Regions from separate parts of the Mus musculus genome. Here region 1 is linked to region 2. Evidence: chromatin contacts called from public HiChIP or PLAC-seq data. All regions are on one chromosome and are shown on one strand. The core of a region is the stretch at or near the end of the contact, and the rest is flanking DNA. Distances in the headings are between cores, read along the strand shown.

Region 1 (2,701 bases), core at 184-2,683, 99 kb before region 2:
AGACTAATTTAAATACTGTTTTGTTCAAACCTGAGCCAGACTTTCCACTGCAATATCAAAATAGATCTTTCCGCGGTCTTTGCTGATTCTGCAGGCCGACTTCAGTTTCTCTCTCACTTCCCCCGCAGCCGTTTGTTCAAAGCCAGTGGGTACAGTGGCTCCAATAGTGACTTGGAGATGCTCCGACTCACTTCTGACGCCGCTTTCTACCAGCGACACAGGCTCTTTGTTGCCATCAAGGTTCATACCCAGGCACTCTCTGGTAGCTTCTTGAGTGTCACAAGACATGATGGAGATGTTTCTAAAAGGACCAACAGTCTCTAGAGGCAATACAGGGAAGAAAAAGGGAAACAATGCCATCTCTTTTTGTATTTCAATGTACCTATCGAGTTAAAACTGTAGTATAAATAAGGGCACGGATTACAGGCAGTGAAACGTGACTAAACAAGCAATATGCAGGCTCATCAGGAGAAAAGACAAGAGTGTTTCCACTGCATGCAGTGCTTGGCTTAGGCTCATCTGTGTTGGTAAGCACCATCTTACATTTGCTAACATGAATAGAGAAGCTCCTCTGTTGCTCTTTCAGCTTAGCACTTCAGGATGTGAGGCTGTAGTGGTTCAGAGTTAAAAATTCTTGCTTCCCACACTCGCGGGTCCAGGAAGCAAGTTACTCCTGCCTAGTTTCGAACTGGAAACTAAATATATCTCTCTTTCCCAAAGACAGAAGATTTTAACGAGAACAACACAATTCTGGACTAATGATCAAAACTTTTAATGTATGGGTGAGGTATCTACTTTCCGCCATGTAGACAAGTGGGCAGTGAATTTATTAAAGATTAACTCAACTTCCACTATCTAAACAATTACAAATATCTGAAAGCCTACTATGTGGTGACGCCGAGATCCAATGACGCGCATGCTGGGGACACCTTGGAAATGTCTGAAGCTAGTAATACAGACGTCCTGTGGGAGTGTTTGTGGAGGTTGAAGGGGCTGGAGTGGTGTTACCGTGATGGAGGGCCCACACCTCCCACCAGCTTTTCAAAAGCGCCGTGGCTTAAGCTAACATCTTCCTTGTCCCTAATGCTGTGCCAACCAAGAACAGGCCACAGAGGTGAACGCGGTTCCACCGTGTCACCGTTCGCCACTGTGAACACAACTCCTACGGACAGTGTGGAGAGCAGAAGGGCTGTTCGGACCGAAGGGCAGTGGCTCTCTCACTCCCACCCTCTGCGAAGCCCAGCGAGAGTCCAGACGCTCAGCCCCAGCACCGACCTATACGAAGCCACCGCCGTCTTCCCCTGCGTCCCACCCACCCGGCCACTCCCAGCCGCGGCCAGTTACCGGCAGCAAGCACAGACCCTTCCGGTCTCCGCACCGCGAGCACGCCGCCGGAAGCCGAGGTGCCAGCCCGGAAACGGAAGTCAGGCCTCGGAGGGCACGGTGCTCCCACGCTCCGGGGTAGGCGGGGGAGTGTGCGCGGAGAGCTGTGCGCAGTTGGGTGCACTCTGACCCGGAAGAGGAAGAACGGCCGGTAGGCCGGTCACCTGCCCGGAGGGAACCACTGCGGAGGGCGCTCTCCTAGCGAGCGGATGCTCGGTTGTTCTACTTCCTCTGCCCTCAGTGTCGAGCACTGGGGTGAGACTGGGACTTGATTCCAGTCTTAAAGCCAGAGAAACCGAGGCTAAAGAGATTCTTCTCCCCCATTCCCGTCTTGCACAACACTCTTTACTTGGAATTTCTTTTTGAGATTGGAGTCTCACTATGTAGCCCTGACTGGCCTGCTCGTTTTGTCGATCGTTCTGTCCTGGAAATCACAGATATCCGCTGTCTCTGCCTCCGGGATGCTAGGACTACAGGTGTGCGCCACCATACCCGGCTTGGATTCTGCAGGGACCGGCAAGCTGTGCTGTAACTAGAGTATAGCCCCTAGCCTAGCCTGCGGTTTTCAGATCATGTTTCTCTATATATGCCAAAGGTTACATTTCCTATATTTTAGTTACATGTATTTCCTGTGTGTGTGGAGGGAGCTTGTGTGCCACACCTGAGGTCAGAGGACAACTTGGCAGAAGTTGCTTCTCTTCCACCACGTGGGTTCCAGTGATCCAGCTCAGCTAATCAGGATGGGTAGCAAGAGCCTTTACCCTCTAAGACGTCTCACCAGCCCCAAATGTAACATTTTAAAAGAGGAAACTTAGAACTCAACAGAAAGAGACAGCCGGATTTTGGGGGGGGGGGGGGAGCGATGGTGGAGAGATGGCTCAGTGATTAAGGCTTGCTTTTCCAGAGAATTCAAATTTGGTACCCAGCACCCACCCACCTCTGGCCGCTCTCAATACCTGTAACTTCAGGGGCTCTGACAGCCAAGTCTGGCTCCAAGGGCATTATGACACTGCATTGCAATCTCTCTCTCTGCCTCTCCCCTCATCCTCACCAATAAATAAATAAATAAATAATAAAAATTGTTTAAAGTTTCAGTGGTGGCAGCAGCAGCTGAGGCATGGAGCCACACTGTCCTTGTCAGCACGGACAATGAGAAAGGTAAAAACCGGATCCTTGCCTTGGATGCATCAAAGAGTTTAGGAGCAGCCAGTATCGTAGAAAGCGGCGTTGTAGTTTAGTAAAAAATAAAAAAGGGGTCTGACAAACGGCCCAGCATGTAAAAGGTGTCTGCCATCAAGCCTGGCCATCTGCATTCTAT
Region 2 (2,830 bases), core at 87-2,586:
GTGTCCAGAGCTATAATAAGCCTATGATTCACCAGGTGAACTGCTCAGGCAGCTGCTGTGCATTCCCCAACTGAGCCCTTGGTGCTCACCCACTGATCACTAGGCGGGAGGACCCTGTCTCACTTTACCTACCTCTCCAGACCCGTTCTAGCTGCATACTCTCTTGGGGAGCCCTTAGAGGCTGGTACGGATAACCTGTTCATTTCTAAACCCAAGCCAAATCACATGTTGGGCCATTCCAGAAGGACAAGTGGAAGGTGGTACCTAGTTTGAGAAAGTTATGGAAGTCTCTTTCAGTGAACTCTTGGGGGACAAGACACTCTCATGACAGTTTATTATCAGGCATCCTATGGTACTTGATGCCAGTTTGACCTACCACACTGAACTATTTGAAATGCCAATGAAATTAGGACTCTCTAATGAAATGCTGGAGACTCCTACTGAGTCTTTACTACTGGTGGGTTTTGTTGTCTGGGTTGGAATGCTGGCACCCTGGTAAGTCATTTTCCACTTATATATAATGTAGCCCCTAGGATGCTGGGGTTACCATAGTTGCTACTATTTATAGGGAGCTTACTGTGTACCTAGGTACTGAGCCAAACTGTTTCTGTTCATACTCCATCTCCCAAAAGCTCTTTACATTTGAATCCCCCCGCTCTGTAATATTTTCAATTCTTAGCACTTGTCATTTTTACCCATTCTATCATTCAGCGTGTAGTTAAATTCTGTTGTACTGTCATATGGTGCTTCTTGCCTTTATAACGCCAGTGGGCCCTTTAGTAAGCTTTTTGTATGTATTTGTTGAAATTGTCCATTAAAGAGTCTCCAAAGAGAGCTTATTTTACTGGTAAAGGAACTAAGACGAGGGAGTCAGAATGGCGCTGTCCCACCTTCTCTGAGCCTGAAGGCAGCCCTGTCTGCCAGATCTCTCTGCAAAGCTGAAACCTCTGGCACTGTCCCTGTTATCAAGTAATTCTTTCAAAAATAGTGGCCTCTCCTGCATGCATCAGACTCTGCCAGAGTCTCAGGCAGAGTGACAACTCGTCATATAGTTGCTAGTTTGAGCACGACGCAAAGAAAAGAATCTTTCTGTGTTTGTTAGAAAATCTCCAGCCTAACTACTACTAGCTCGAGTTTGCAGGAGCCTCCCAGGCCTTCCCAACCTGATTTCCCCCTCCTGCCGCCTTCCCTTTTGTGAGCGTTTCTTCCCCTTTTTGCTTGCAGCTAGTTCAGCTCTCCTGTAGGCTACAATGTGTCAGTTGTTATAAAATCCGGGAGGCGGAGTCTAGTGACGAGGGCGGTGGGGGAGAGCTCAGCCAGCCCTGCAGGGTGAGCAGTCCAGCCCTGGGTCCAGCGGAGCTAAAACGCTACAGCCGGGAAAACTTCCACCTCCCTCTCCTGGTTTTGATCCTCACCGTCCAGCAGACCCGAGGCGCCGATCGACCGGAGGGAGGATGAGAGATGACCGGTCCTTTGGCAACCTGACCATTTCCTTAGCAGAGCCTTCCAAAGCGAACCGGAGACTGGCCACACGACCCAGGAGGCGCCGCGCCTCTTGTGGATGTGTGTGTATGAGTGAGCAAGCGGGTGTGTGTGTGTGAGTGAGGGTGTGTGTGTGTATGCGTGTGTGTGTGTGTGTGCGCGCGTGTGTGTATGCGCGCGCTTGTGGTGTGGATGGGTGTGTGCACAGCACAATTGCGTGGAAGCGTGTCTGGGTGAGCGTGTGTGTGCACTCGTGAATGTGTTTGTGTGTGTGTGTGTACGTGTGTGTGTGTGTTTGTGTGTGCTCTTGGCTGCTATTATTATTATTTTGGAAGAAAAATCCTGGAAATCTGGGGCAGGTTATGGTACTCCCAGGGTGACTTCTTTTGCAAGAGGAGCTGACCAGAGCAAGCCACTAGAGCCATTTCCCTGCCAGCAGAGAGCATTTTCCTCCCAGAAGAAGGATTTCAACCCCGGGGCTCTGTAGCCAAGTAAAAGAGATTAGCCCTTGAAACCTGTGAAATCGACCATTGCTGTGTGATTACCCAGGCTTGGGAGAGGACTTGGAGAGAGAAGGAGAAATAGATCAAACAGCCTGTCAGTTCTCTTTGCCACGTCGGAAGATGTCATCTCAAACTAAGTTCAAGAAAGACAAAGAGATCATTGCTGAATATGAAGCCCAAATAAAAGGTGAGTGGTGGGGCCGAGGGACTTTGCCTTCTCTCCGTCCCCTTGTCTCTCCCTCTGCTGTCTCTTCCTTCGCCTCCCTGCCTTCTTGAGAAGTTGCTATGCAGCAATAATCTTATTGTAAGGAGGAAGGACCGGGTGCTGGCTGCACAAGTCCAGACTGGCTCCCACTGCAGATAGTGCCTGGGCTGGGAGCGTGAATTACAGAAAGGGCAGAAATCTCTGCATTGCAGGTGTGTGAGGAAGGGACTTTAGGAGTGTCGCCGGTACTCCATCATCTTGGCAGTGATATGTCACTCTAAGGCCATTTTGACAGTCAAGGCCTCCTCCCCCTCACTCCCATCGAGAAAGCCCTTTGCTATTTATGTATATATTTTTTGATCTGCTCTCCCCATCCCTTCTTTTGGCTTTTGTGGGTGGTTGTTTTTGCCTCTGCTGCCTTCTCTGGGCTGAAATTCAAATGCATGAGTATGGGCTGCGGGGGGTGGGGGTGGGGTGGGGGGGTGGGGGGGGTGCATCGCATCCTTAAGTAGCCCTTCTTTGTCAGCATTTCTTGCCTGGTCTGAGTTGCCATGGATTAACTGTTATGGGACATATTGATCCAGACTAATGCAGGCATTTAAGCATAAAGAGAGAGTTCTGTGCCGAAAATGTATTATCT

Evidence for each region. HiChIP or PLAC-seq counts read pairs in DNA pulled down with a chosen protein or histone mark.
Region 1: a contact with region 2 is called in an H3K27ac HiChIP or PLAC-seq map of trophoblast stem cells, with 24 read pairs. The contact joins the promoter of Thumpd3 here to the promoter of Srgap3 in region 2. A contact is called at or near these places in 2 of 39 promoter capture datasets (the SN4741 cell line and macrophages), 1 of 484 Hi-C or Micro-C datasets (trophoblast stem cells) and 6 of 115 datasets of contacts at active chromatin or transcription factors (effector CD8 T cells, embryonic stem cells, pancreatic cancer cells and 1 more).

Annotation. Positions count from the first base shown.
Region 1 is chr6:113,045,034-113,047,734 of GRCm38.p6, reverse strand. Thumpd3 (THUMP domain containing 3) reads right to left here and starts at 1,433. Exons shown (of 10, transcript NM_008188.3): 1 at 1,345-1,433; 2 at 31-320. The coding sequence starts at 288. Gm43868 (predicted gene, 43868) reads left to right here and starts at 1,564. Exons shown (of 1, transcript NR_164179.1): 1 at 1,564-2,701.
Region 2 is chr6:112,945,772-112,948,601 of GRCm38.p6, reverse strand. It overlaps Srgap3 (SLIT-ROBO Rho GTPase activating protein 3), which reads left to right and starts at 1,336. Exons shown (of 22, transcript NM_080448.4): 1 at 1,336-2,172. The coding sequence starts at 2,106.